2 separate regions of the Mus musculus genome follow, and region 1 is linked to region 2. A link is a contact called in public Hi-C data. All regions are on one chromosome and are shown on one strand. Each heading gives the region's core, a stretch centred on a gene start, on an enhancer-like site or on the middle of the called end of the contact. The rest is flanking DNA. Distances are from core to core; before and after follow the strand shown. Region 1 overlaps Sytl2 (synaptotagmin-like 2). Region 2 has its middle 15 kb from the start of Ccdc83.

Region 1 (6,649 bases), core at 1,153-3,652, 120 kb before region 2:
CAGAAAATGTGAGAATGTGAAGAAGAAGAACTTCTGCTGAATTTTAGAAAGGAACACACTGTGACTGGAAAAAAGAAAATGGCGGTTGAGGCTGGGGTGCTGACATTTTCAGTACTGACACCATCCAAGCAGACGTGACTATTTCCCCAGGTCATCACAAAGCTTTGTCTGTGGACAGAATTTAGAAATACCCGCAATATCTCGTTGTATACAGGATTCAAGGTCTTCTTCACTACGAGTGTCTTCTTCTTGCCCATTTTGCCTTTGTCTGGTAGCAGATAGGTCTTTACATACCTAAAAGAGAAACATGGAGAGATGTGAAAGTCAGAGAAGACAAAAGTGATATGTTCACATCTACCTTTTATAACACATAGAAAATTAGGAGCAGAAATTATCCTGTGGTGTCAATAAAAACAGTAAAAAAGAAATGTTTCTGTCCACACCTTTATATTTTTAAATGTTTAAGTGGATTAAGAGATCTTAGTAGAATGAATGATTTAATGAAGCCACCCCCTAGAAGCCACAAGTTATTAAGTGAAAAAAAAAATCTTACTGCCAGATGTGGATTATCTAAATTGTTGGTCAGAGGGGTCTCAGAGCTGCACCTCTGAATAACATGGGCTGCTGACATTGGTCTTGGTTGGCCACTAGAGCTATGTACTAAGACCTAACTGCCTAAATACACCACCCACGTTGGTGGCAGGGCAGAGAGGAACAAAGCTGAAACTGACCTGGAAATTTACTTCACTGGCTAGCTTTCACAGTATTGCAAGGTGCTCCATATAAGCTACCAGGAGAGAAAAGTAATCAGCGAGCTTACCCGTGTACCCTGCATGCTATAATACTGACAAGCCAGACAAGCTCACTAATGCAGCAGTAACATAGATGTCATAGGGTAACCAACCACTTTCTGATTGGAGTTGAGGTCTGTTTCATAGGTCATAACTCATACCTGGGTAAACTTGCTCAAAATTTTATGGTGGTATTCCTGGGGGTACCTACCACTGTTATTTTGCTAAATGAACATATTATCAAACTGCCTTCTAAATGTTTGTGTTTATAGCCATACATCAGTGCTTCCCTTAGCCTTGGTCAGAGGAGCTTCCTTTCGCAGTGGGACGTTTTTTAGTGCAGAGATTCATAACTGGTCAAAATGCTGAGAACAAGACCTTTGCGTGTCTATCCCTAAATGGGTCACCTCTATCAATCTCCTTAACCCCCAAGTTCAGGCAACACTGGAGGAAGAGGGGCAGAAAGAATATAAGAGATGGAGGATGAAGAAGAGTGCTGCTAAGCACTTTTCTGGACATGACACGGGATAACCCTCATGAGCTCACGGCAGCTGTGGGTACCTATACAAGATGGAAAACATCAACATTCCAGGAGGCGTATGGGAAGGAAACATGAGGCCCTACCCCTAGTTGAGGAGCTATTGGCAATTAATGGTTGATGGGGAAGGAGGAGTTATTTTTCTTCAAGGGTGCAGCCATGATAAAATTACCAATATTCAACTACCCATGATGCAATAACCAAGCCATATTTAAAATCTCATGAGCAACCCTAATTAAGCTCGTGTTTTGTTTTGTTTTGTTTTGTTTTGTTTTGTTTTGTTTTTATAGAAATACTTGTGATTGGGAAGATAACTCATTGGGATAAAGAAAGGTTCCATAGGAATGAAAAAGGGACAAGAGACAGGGATGGGGGAGGAGAGAATAAGATCGAAATGTACTATATATACACATGTATGAAATTGTCAAAGGATAAATAAAAATTATTTTTAGAAAGAAGAAATGGGGTTGGAGAAATGGCTCAGTGGTTCAGAGTGCTTTCACTGTCTCAGAGGATCTGGGCTGGTTCCCAGTACCAACATGCAGCTCACAACCATGTTCAACTTGAGTTATAGTGGCTCTGTTTTTTCTCCTGATTTCTGTTGGCACCAGGCTCTCATTTGGTTCAGACACATACAATGCAAGCAAAGCACTCATAAATTAAAAGTAAAATTACATGTCTAAAAATATAAAAAGGGAATGTTTCAGCATTTGATGTATATAAGCACCTTTTAACTTTTAGGGGGTTATATTTAGAATGGATATGATTGTCTACTCTACTCTGTAATAAAACAGTGCATTGCTCTTTGAAATCAAATAAGAACAAAAGCCAACCGGGAATAACCCAGAGAAACGGTCACAAATCAGACTTCTTCAAAGGCCAACCTTCAAACAAACTGAAATGTACTCACTCACGTGATTTAAAAGATGAATTAGCAGCTCTTCCTAACGTTCCCATGCCAGACTTAACTGAATTTATTATTCATTTGTTTTGAGACACCAGAAGCTTACTTCTAACTTACCATCCTCCAGCTGGGGTTACAGATGTGTGTCACTACACTTGGCTGTGTAGGGCATAATTTAAATATGGGAACTACTTTATTATTAAGTCTTAAGTGTTTTCACAACAATGAACATTATGAAGTCTGTCCCTTAGGTCTCTAATTTTAGAAAAAGTTTGAAAGTCTGCCAGGAGGAGCAGGGGTCTGATTTTATTCTGGATTTTGCTGCCTCTGAATCCATCTTTATGGTGTACTTGTCTCTAATCTTTGTCTCAAGCAATGCCTCCAAAGTCCCCAAACTGAAGTATTTAGCGCTTCTCTGTATCTTTTTTATAATCGAATGTTTGGCATATGGGTTTATAAAAAGTAACCAACTTTTCAAAGACCCCTGTAAACACAAGCACACACAGACCCTGTCATTGATGGCTTTGATTTCTTGAATCCCTACCAGATTGACTGAAGACTAAGAAAAAAAATGGGCGAGTCTTCCCAGGTCTGTACTTACGGATCTGAGCGCTGTTTCTTAACATCTGCTGCTGCTAAATCCTTACACTGGGCCACAAACACATGCAGCTCTTTCAGGGACTCCACGTAGTCGAGTGCAAACTGCACGCTTCCTTTCACTTCTAGGTTGCCAAAGTCTCCACTGTAAACGCTCATCACACTGCCACTCGCCTGGGTGCATCAGAAATAGGCAGTGTTTATGTCGCATTCCTGACACCCCAGTGCAAGTGGCTCGCACACAGTCTCTGCTTGGCATTATGCTTCCAGCTTGCATGTAAAACCAGCTAATTTGATATGGCAGAAGGCAATACCAACACAGGTGATCTGACATGATACAGATGCCTGGGCTTTAACTGTTGCTAAGTGACAGATAATAGTGCAACACAAAGTTATTTAGGTGCGAGTTCATCTCAAAACGGTGGTTTTACACTAGGTGGCATTCTCTGTTAGCCATGCTTAGTGTTTAAAATGCCAAAGGAAAAAGGATGCGAGAAACTCCAGGCACAAATCACAGTGACACATCGCTTAAAATTCCATGACACTACAAAGGAATTTTACCCTGTTCCTTATCCTCTGAATCTAGAGAAATGCTTGCTGAGCCTTGCGCTTTCAGAGTTCAGGAAGGGTAGACTATCTATGATTGATGAAGGGAACTTAGAGCCTTCCCAAGGCATACATAGATTATCAGGGAGGTGGAAATCAATTTAAATAGATTTTTTAAAAGGGCTTCAGAAATACAAGGCTAGTAAGAATTTAAGCATGGCGCCATTTGTCTAGTATACCTAGTGAGCTGTATGAATGTGTATGGATAGTAGAAAACTATTTAAAGAAATGCATGCCAATGGCATTTCACATGTGTATTTCTATATGGACACCACATGAGCTGCCTTAATTTATGGGAGAAGTTCCGTATAATCACATTCACTTTACTTTGGGAGCTTTCCATTTAAAAGCTTGTTCTGGATCCTCCCAGAAGGCAATGGAATGCCATCCCATTCCTCACAAGACTTGATCTAAAGACAGGTACAACTGTGTGTCGACAAGTTGTATATAAAGTCATGTCCGAGATAAGCAGGTTCTGTAATAGCTACTCTTGTTTGTTAAAAAAAAAAAAAAAAAAGAATGGTTCATATTGTTGCCATTTTTAAAGCACATCAAAAACTTTTTTTTAAATTATAATGTACATTAAACCCTTCATTCTATGAGAATTGGAATATATAGCTAGCTGGAAGGTAATTAGAAATTAAAGAAAAACGACATTTTAGAGCTAAGACAAAAGGCTACTTTCCAGTGAGCAAGGGCATAGAAGAGCAAAGTTTAGAGCAGCAGAGAGAGATTAAGATGGAGCCTTTGTTTACATACAGAGGACAAGGACGTCATGCCAGAGGAGCTGCTAAGATTGGTTAATGAGCTGGGGCTCTTCTTGTATCTCCTGAGCTGGTAGCTGCTCTCTGATGCTGTGTCTGTTTCTCTGTCATCGCTCTACAAGACATCACATCACATATGCAGTGTTTATATTTGGAATGAGTCAAGGTCAGAATATTTTAAGTTTGGAATGAGTCAACGTCAGAATCTATGTCCAGGCGAGGATGGTATCTTATTACACACTGGTCTGTGACATTTCCCAAAGGCAATGGATGCTAGGGGCTAATTGCTGGGGATTCTGGATGGAGTGGTGGTCTGCAGTGAACTTCACCTAAGAGAGCAGTGTGCTAAGAGGATGGCAAAGTGATCTTTTACCACTGTGTGACCCCCAGGACCTATGGAAAACAGCGCCACTGTGAGCTTTCTTGTAGCTCTTTCAATATATTTACATTCCCTAGAGAAGGTATATATATATATATATATATATATATATATATATATATATATATATATATATATGTGCATATGATATATATTATATATATCATAAAACATCTATGAAATCCAAAGTATAAAATACCATGCTTAAGTCTTTTCATTCTTAATATTTTAGCTTTAGCTTTCTTAAAAATCAAAATCTTTTGCCAAAGATACCATTAAACTAGGAATAATAAGAGCTAATCTGACGAGTTTCAATTCCATTTTATATTTTTAAGTGTAAAGCCCCACTTATGTAACCTATAGTGTTGTTGTATTCATCCATTTGTTGCTGAAGTCTTTTAAATTATTCATTCACTAACTTTCAACATATGGCTTTAAAACTTAAAAAGCATAGGATACTAATTTTAAATACATCCCAAGGAACATCTACTCAGAACAAGGAGGGAAAACAGCAGTGAGGAATTCAATTGCATTTATAGTTAAAGCTTGTGGAAAGTTGTCTTATAAGGTTCATCATCCATAACAATTTTACTTGGGGAATGCAGGGCTTATGGAGCTGCACAATGGCTCCAGGGCTGTGGAAGAGTAGTTAGTTCATGCCAGCATATTCCAGGATCATGCGATTACACACCAACATCATAGATGTCAATTATAATGCAGATTAATGAAGGAGTTAAAGAAAAAAAATTAATGACTTACATGGAAGAGAAAAGAATCTTGTTTCAAGGACTTTTTTTTTAAATCCATACCTTTTAAATATCTCTGATGTTACGTTCCCTTCCCACACACTAAACAATCCATTCCCCTCTCAGAACACATTATATCTTCTACTGGTATACTAGATCATTAATAAGTTATGGGGAAGGGCCTGGTGCAGCATTTTTCACATAGCTAGCACTCAGGGGCAGCTGATAGAGGGGCAAGGGCTGATTTCACCAGTGCATCCTCTGCAGGTCAAGCCTCCGCGCTCAGAAAGGTAAAGTGATACCATTTCATTCCGACACCTCTGATGCACAAAGCCAAATGTCCCATTAAGGGCTGAGCCAGCAGGTTAAAACTGAAGGAGACACTTAACAAATATATACCGGGACAATTCACCTCTCATTATATGTTTCATTCCTATGACCACCTAAGACCAGAACAGACCTCAAAAGGCCTAAATGACAGAAATTGTGTGGAGTTTATGCTGGCTAGCATCCAGCTAATGAGTTAGTTCTACTCACAAAATGAGTGATTTTTTTTTCCCAAACTGTAGTGTAGGGTTCTTAAACATCTGCAAGGACCAAATATTTGCAGGTGCTGTTTCTCCAAAGTCCCTAAGGGAGAAAAGGGTACTCAGGATGGGAGTAGGGTGCTATTTACATCTTGCTCAGAATTTTGCACACATCCTGTCTTCTAAGAAGATTGCTTGAGTATAAAGCCTTCTATTTCCCCCTCAGAAATTAGGGCAAAATCTAAAATCACAGATTCTAACCTTTACTGAGTGTTCACTATGTTCCAGGCACTGTGATATGTGTTTTCTTTGCATTAGGCCATTCAGTCCCAATAACCTCATATGGTATATAGTCAAAAACCAGACTCACTGAACGTAAAGAATCTATCTGTTTCTGGTAGTACAACAATATAGCTTTTAGCCAGAACTGGAAATATCTTACTATAGACCACAGGCTTCTAATCATGTGACAGCAAGAAACTGAGATCTTACTAGGTCAAAAGACATCAGGTAAAGTGTTAGATCCACCTTGTAGTGGTTTCTGGGTATTTGGAAACTAGCTGGAGTATTGAGTTCCTGGTACATATTCTGAACTTGATAAGTTGCAGAGCATAGTTATGCTCCTACATGGTTCTGGTACAGTGGTTACCAGCAGGGCAATCAGATCTGGATGCAGGTCCACAATCTGGCTGCGTGAAGATATGTTATTTCCATAGGCTTTATTTTTTCACCTGTAATATTCGAGGATAATGGTGGTGCATACCTTCCATGGTCATTGGAGAATTAAGTGAAATCAT
Region 2 (7,519 bases), core at 1,725-4,224:
TACTCAAGGGGGACCAACACCTGTGCCCCAACTCTACAAGGGACTACACAGAGGCAGGACAACCTTGCTCCTGCAAGAGTGCATAGCAACAAATGACCTGTTCAGGGAAGGGGCCACACACAGACTCTACACTCCAACCCCCGACCCTTTCCCTGCCCTGTCCCAAAGCCTTTACTTAACATAGAATTTCAACTTGGTCCTATTCTCCCCTGCCCTGAAACCCTACCTTTTCTGGCTTTCTCAAAGAACTTCAGTTGCCTGGAGTGGAGAGCAGAGGTTCTCCCTACCTCAGCCTGGGACTCTCATATATATTCTGTATTAGCATGTATAATTAGGTTATGGGACTATGAGATACGTGAATTGTAATGAGGATAATGATGTATTAGGAAAAAATGGTAATCAACTGTTAACATGGGTTCTGACACATGTAATGTCTTCTTCCAACATTTTATCCCAGGCCCTTTACTGGTAAGTTTTTAGGGTGGTCCTAGGAGGAATTAAAGGAAATACTGAGGGGGGAGGAGATATTACCAAAATATATTGAAGGCATATATGTTCTCAGAGAATGAATAAAAATACTGTATTTTTAAAAGACAAAAAACAAATAAGTCTCTAGCACACCAAGATTCTTAGGGTACACATGCACCATGACCTTGATAAATATCCTCTAAATACTTGCAATTTTTAAAGGGAAAGGGGAACATGTATAGGAGCTGGAGAGAGAGACAGAGACAGAGAGAGACAGAGACAGAGAGAGACACAGAGAGAGACAGAGACAGAGAGAGACACAGAGAGAGACACAGAGAGAGACAGAGAGAGAGAGACAGAGAGAGACAGAGAGAGAGAGACAGAGAGAGACAGAGAGAGAGACAGAGAGAGAGAGACAGAGAGAGAGACAGAGAGAGACAGAGAGAGACAGAGAGAGACAGAGAGAGAGACAGAGAGAGAGAGAGAGAGAGACAGAGAGAGAGACAGAGAGAAAGAGACAGAGAGAGAGAGAGATGTTTCAGTGATCAGAGCACTGGCTGCCCTTGCAGAGGACTGGGCTTGATTCCCTGAAACCACAGGGCAGCTCACAGCTGTCTGTAACTCCCTTCCCAGGGGATCAGACTCCCTCTTACAACACCCAAGGGCACTGTGTACATGCACATACTTACATGCAGGAAAACCACATAAAACACAAACAACGCTTCAGAAAAAAAAGAAAACATTTCCAGGTAGTAAATATAACACATATAATACATATTACATATTAGATTTAAAGCAAATCTAGTTTTACCTTTAAAAAAAAATCGTTGCCTCCAATGTGTTATGGTGACTTTAGACCCTTCAGAAGTGCTGTGTAATATATTCTTAGCTGACAGACGTAAATACAAAGACACCGGCACTTTAACTCCCAGAAATGACTTCTCTCTAGCCACTCCACAGATTCACTATTGTAAAAATTGTTTATACTCTGTTTTTTTCCTGTTTTCTCCTTGCTGTATGGTAGGTAGTAAATTAGAAATGGTCTTCTCAAGTATTCAACAAACTTAATTTTTCTCTCTTTCCATTTAATAAAAACAGGCACCAAAGTTAGTCATCATTATATCCCATAATTATTTGCACTAGTCCTGTGTGCCCCACCCCTGTCTACATGTGACTTGCGTGTAGGCCCTCTCTCCCCTGCTTGCATAGAAGGAGGGTCATGAATACGGACACAGGGAGAAGCCAGTCATGCACAAGTCAGGAAAAGAGCCCTCAGCAAGCATGACCTTGAGTGTACGCAGATCTGGACTCCCAGCCTCCGGCACTGGGAGAACCTTACAATTCTATTGTTTAACTGTGGTAATACTAGCACACCAATACACTTCTCACATCATCCTTAGGACAGCCTTTTAAAAAAAAAAAAGATGGAAGAGCAGGTAAATCATATGTCTCTTGACACTGCTTGCAATCACATTAAATTCTGATGATGCAAGGGCCTCACCGAAGTCGTTCCAAGCCCACTATTCCACGTTGGTGGGACACATTCCAATGGCTAACCCTCCCTCAGAGCAAACCTCTGGCGGTTTGTAGGACCAGGTGTGGATCGGGTAAATGACATGCAACAGTTTTTCCCCTTCATTCTCTGCTAGCTCATAACAATCGGGGCTCTTGTGTAACTGGTCTGTCTAAACCAGGGGCTTAACCTCAGAGCAGCTGCTGTGGAAAACTGCCCTGTGCATTGTGGGATATTTATGAGAATGCCCGCTTCCCCCTGCTCAGTCATGACAGTGTTCAACATCTATAGATATTGCCACATGGGCACTAGGAGACAAAAGTCACTCTGGTTGGGAAGTATTGGTTTAAGCCTTAGAGGTCATGGCCCCATACTTATGGAAGCCTGCCAACTTCTAACAACCACCTGGAGAGGGGAGTTATGCAAATGAAAAGTAATCGAGCATTTCTTCTCAAATGCGGTCAGTCAGTGGGACAGAATTTGTGAAGAAAGGTGGACGTAGGGTGGTAGGAAGGAAGGTACTGTTTGGGGATATAAATGTTCTATGTGCCATACACAACTATTTCCTTTGGAAGATACATGGTGAAGATTTCTTCACACATATAATAATCATGAATTTTGACACATGTAAAAAACCATGAATTCCAGGACAGTCTGGGCTATGTAGAGATATCCCTGTCTCAAAAGAAAAAAAAGGACATAAACATTTTATAATCCACTCACTAACGTGGCTCCTGCCCACTAGACTGGTTAGTTTAGTGGGTCCTGCCCCTGACCAGTCTAGTGACTCCATATCAAAACTGTCACACACAGGCCAGAAGTTTGTTAGCCACGTTGGCTCTGCACTCTTTCCTCCCGTCTTGCCTCCCAGCCTCCAGTCCTCACCCCAAACCCAATCTTTCCTCATTGGTCTTTCTTGGTCTTGCTTTGGGCTGAGAAAGCCCTGGTGCTCACAGAAGGAGGCTAATCTCTCTGACACCAGCCTCATCCGCCCCACCTGTTCTTGGTTATACAGCCAGACAGCTGAAAGCCTCTCTAACGGCACTGGCTGAGCCTGCTTGCCTTTATAGATCGTTTTCTCGAACTCAAGCACAACGTGGTGATTGCTCTTAGGCTTGCAGAAAAATACAAAATTACTAAAGAGGCTGCCCAGTCTCCCTCAGTCAGCTCTCCCCCTGTGCTGTCCCCTCTATTACCGTACTTTAGACCCAAAGAACTTACCCTTGTGTGGCCTTCCTTGCCTACTTTCAGTAGCACAGGCTACCTGGCTAGTTGGAAGGTTTTTGATTTTGTTTCGTTCTAGTTGATGGAAATCACCTGTATGCAACAGACTTCAACTGCTTGTCTCCAGGAGCCTTTGTCGCCCTCGGGATATGACAGCAGAGAGCAGTAGCTGAGCTGGGGGAGTAGTAGGAAGTGGCGCCCTCTACTGTTAGTCTCTGTGGGGGCTTTGGTTATCTCCTTAGCCCTTAGCAGTGGCCAGTGTTACAAAATCTCAGCCCAGGGTCTTAAGACCTTGTGCCTAGAAGACTGGACAGGCCTGTGGGATTTTTCATGTTCCCTTTCCTGGCTCCTTTTATCAACTCTCCTCTGTTGTCACGGTCCCTACCCTTCCTGCTCTGGGCACTCTCAAACTGCTCAGCACCTCTTTCAAGCCACCGGGCCATGCTCTGATCACTTCCGCAGCTCAGTGGCTGCCAGCCCGATGCTCACGGTATAACTCAGGGTTCATTTCCAGACATATCATGCCGGCCGGGTTGTCCAATGATACTCAAGATGCAGTGGGCTGCTCAGCAACTGTGCTCCAAGGACATTTGGGGTCATTCAGGCATGAGGGGGTCTTTGGCAGTCTACTTCTGGCTTGATTTGAGTTAATAGTGGCACCAGACATTGAGGGACCAGTAGGCAGTGCCAGACACGCCGGCACACTCTGATTCGTCTGTAATCTCAGCACCTGGAGGTAGAGGTAGAAGGATACAGAGTTCCAGTTTAGGCCAGATGGTTGTGGCACACAGCTTTAATCCCAGCACTCAGGAGGCAGAAGCAGGGAGATCTCTGTGAGTTCGAGGCCAACCTGGTCTATAGGGCGAGTTCCAGGGGAGCCAGGTCTACATGAGCAGGGGCAGTGTATATGTATATAATCTCTGTGTGTGTGTGTGTGTGTGTGTGTGTGTGTGAATACAAAATGTCACAATGAAACCCATTATTTTAATATACTAACCAAAAATGAGTAATTTTACACACAGCTGTCATAAGACCAGGAACACTACAGAAGGGAGAAGCCGGTTCTGAGCGTTGTGGTGGGCTCCCTCATCCCCCAACCCCCGCCCTCCCACACACATATTTTTCTTTGAATTCACCATGCAAGCTAAGGGCTTCTTCTAGCAACCACTTCTGGCAGTGCTGGTTACAGACCTCCCTGGCCCACGAGGTACAAGGGCATAGTTGGCCTCTGCACGCTCTAAGCATCTCACAGTCAGCACCCTCGGGAGCAGTCTCCAGCACATGGTGAGTGTGACCTAACTACCCAGCCTACTGAGCTATGTCCCAGAGTCCTATCAAAACCAACCCCTTTTTATCCAGTCTCTAGAGAACTTGTTCATCAACAAACTCTGCCATCTCTACCTTTCTTGTTTCCCCATTCTCCTAACTTTTGGAGAGTACCTCCCAATAAAGCTACTCACACACAGACCCCAACTTAGGATGCCCATCTAGAGGATGCCAGTTGTTAACCGCAGCATGGGCCAGGGTGACTTTCATGACTGCGTAAGCAAGATGGCCAAGAGCCTTACCAGTCACATCCGGAACTCTTTGCTCCTGGCCCTGTGGGAAGCCACAGAGATTATAAACAAGGGATGGAGTCTCTGGCACAATGCAGAGAAAGAACTGGGGTCAAGAAAGCTAGATGGGACATGCAGTCAGATCTTCAATCAAGTCAGAAGACGAGGATCTGTCTTAAGGAAGGGGCAGTAAAGATGAAGGCTGGCTAATACTGCCTTTGCTCCCCGTCTTAGCCAGAGTCACCCCGACTTGCAGCAAACTACTATTTAGCTGTTTTCTAGCACATGCAATAAAAAATAACCCACGCCTCCCAGGTTTGGCAAGGCCAGCAGAATCCTAGCTCAGGGCAAGGATGGAGTGTGCCCATCTTTCCCAGAGTCTGGTTTTGCCTGTAGCTTATACCACCTCTGTCTGTAGCTACCATTTATTTAACACTGGGGAGCAATCCAGACTCAAATTTACATCATGGCCTCTGTGACTTGGAGATATATTAAAATGGGGGCTTAGGGAGTGGGGGCAGGGTGAGCAGCAATTTTGGGGAAACTCAGCCAGCCAAGAGTCATCCACCTTTCTGTAAGGAACCCCTAATGGATTCATTTTATGAATGAAGGTGAACTATATCCTTTGGACTGTTGGCCATGCCAATACGGGGGTGGGAGTGTGGGGGGGGGCATTTCCTCAACATAGCTGCTTGACAACAAAGGCCATCCTCACTAATAGATGAGCTGAGCCAAAGAAGGACCTTTCAACATCAGGACCCAAAAGCATTTGCTCTTCTGTACCATTCAGTGGCTCTTAGATTCTCTATGTTCACCTGGACAGCCTCTCTCCATGCGGTTGCCCTGACGGAGGCCCCACAGCAGAAGTCTACATGGATTTGCCTTTCCTGGGCATCTCATTTCACTGGAATAGCATATAGTATGGCTCATTGGCCATGGTCTTCTCAGCTAGGATGCTGCGTAAAAAGTAAACAGTATACTGAAATCCACATGAGGTGGAAGGAACAGACCACAAACTCCCGTTTCCTCTGGTTTCAAAACATAGTGCACAAGACTGGGTTTGCTAATATGGGAGGCATATTCCTAAAAAAAATACCTATTTATGTTTCTGTCTGCAAATGAATACAGTGCTGAAAAGATGAGAGTTGTAATTGCCTCTGCCTCATTCCCCAGATGTGAGGTAGAGCTATGAATATGTCCTAATTCTTTTAATACTGTGCTGATGCTGTGCTGGGAGCAGCTTTCATAGGCTGCCTCCCAGTGTGGGAGTGAGCATCTCACCTGTGTCACGGAAGCCTGAAGAGATTAGGCAAGCTCACAGGTGGAGCCAGGGAGATGAAGTCATGGTTTTTCCAGGCACTGCCGCCCATACGCCGTGGACCAGAAACAGGATCCAAATGGGAGGCCCTTAGCAAAATAAAAACTGGAACTGAGGTCAGTGAAGTTCATCTTGGAACCCAGCCTCACCCTGACCTCTCCCACCCTCCTCTACACCAGCCAGGGTTTTGTCAACAAGCAAGCTCTCTCTGCACAACTTACAGGACCTGGTGTGATGGTTCCTGCTTGCTTCGCCTCCACCGCATCACACTCCTCTCTCACCTCTGGGGTCTCATCATCTAGCCATAGAAAATGCCTTTAGTGTCACTAGAGACTCAGTGCTCTCACTACTGGGTCTTTGTATCTGCCACGCTCCAGCCAGCACACCAAACCAACTTGGTCATTTCCTCTAGGCTTGCTCCCAGCCCTTAAGACAGGTCTAGGTTTCCCAAGGCAGTCTGTTTGCCTCACTCTCTTCAAGGGTTCTTCAATGTGAAGAAACTTTACTCTTCTGTTTTTTTCCACCTAGACCCAAAGCTCCCCCAGGCAAATACAGAATCTGCCCGACATCTGACCTCATGAGCTACGCTGAGCTCAAACTGTTCAAACAGCTCCCAGACTCCTCCTTCTCTCACAGAAACTGTGAGGTAATAAATGAGTCACTATGTTTAGAGTAGTTTTCTACCATAATAAGTAACTAATACACTATTAAAACTCAGTGGTTTAAAATAATAACTTATTAGGTCTCCCCTGATCCCATAGTTCCTCATGTACAAGCTTGAGATCATTTCAGCAAAACCAAGCCGATGGAGAGGCCGGAGGGGAGGGTCCAACATGACATCACTCATGTGTCTGGCATTCTGTGGGCTAGAATATGGTTTCTAGACATCTTCTAGCCCACAGAATGATCGCTGAATGACTATTCACAATGCCTATACTGTGACTCTCTGGCAAGGTTATCCCGTAGGAGATAGGATTGTGTGAAAGTTTACTCCCTCCAGAGCAAGTATCCCAAAAGAACCGGAACAATCTGCACGATCTACTTTGACCCAGTTCCAGAAGTGACAGTCATTCGGCTGTGCACTCTCAGTGGAAGCAATCCTGAACCAACCAGAATCAGGCAGAAGGAATGGAAGGTTCATTTCCTGATGAGATGGGCAAAGAATTGGAAGTGACTTTGTAAAAATTAACTTTGCTGAAGTAGAGTTTATATACAATAAGAAATATACACACTTCATATATGTATGTATATATATCATATGCATAACACATAGATAACACATAGATATAACATATCTCTCTCTCTCTCTCACACACACACACATGCTTTAACAAAAGCACACATCCTTGTAACAACCATCACAATCAAAATCTAGAGACTCATCCCTGAGAGTTCTCCCCTTCCTGATGCTGCCATACCTAATTCCCTAGCCCACTGTGA

Evidence for each region. A called contact is a pair of places that touch in the nucleus more often than the background predicts.
Region 1: a contact with region 2 is called in a Hi-C map of pro-B cells, with 2.4 times the contacts expected there. The contact joins two enhancer-like sites. A contact is called at or near these places in 4 of 15 datasets of contacts at CTCF or cohesin (CD8 T cells, the NIH/3T3 cell line, large pre-B cells and 1 more), 156 of 484 Hi-C or Micro-C datasets (the AML12 cell line, the AtT-20 cell line, B cells and 86 more), 14 of 115 datasets of contacts at active chromatin or transcription factors (CD4 single positive thymocytes, CD8 T cells, T-cell acute lymphoblastic leukemia and 11 more) and 3 of 9 other capture datasets (adipose tissue, liver and pancreatic islet).

Annotation. Positions count from the first base shown.
Region 1 is chr7:90,392,829-90,399,477 of GRCm38.p6, reverse strand. It overlaps Sytl2 (synaptotagmin-like 2), which reads right to left. Exons shown (of 20, transcript NM_001368878.1): 13 at 4,196-4,315; 14 at 2,835-3,004; 15 at 192-294. Among named protein-coding and RNA genes, the nearest start is that of Ccdc89, 30 kb to the left of the region's middle. Within about 2 kb of position 2,402, at least 6 of the 459 cell types and tissues checked have an H3K27ac peak or open chromatin away from gene starts, as enhancers often do. A contact at or near this core is called in pro-B cells, where this site is marked.
Region 2 is chr7:90,276,561-90,284,079 of GRCm38.p6, reverse strand. No RefSeq gene overlaps it. Among named protein-coding and RNA genes, the nearest start is that of Ccdc83, 15 kb to the right of the region's middle. Within about 2 kb of position 2,974, at least 33 of the 459 cell types and tissues checked have an H3K27ac peak or open chromatin away from gene starts, as enhancers often do. A contact at or near this core is called in pro-B cells, where this site is marked.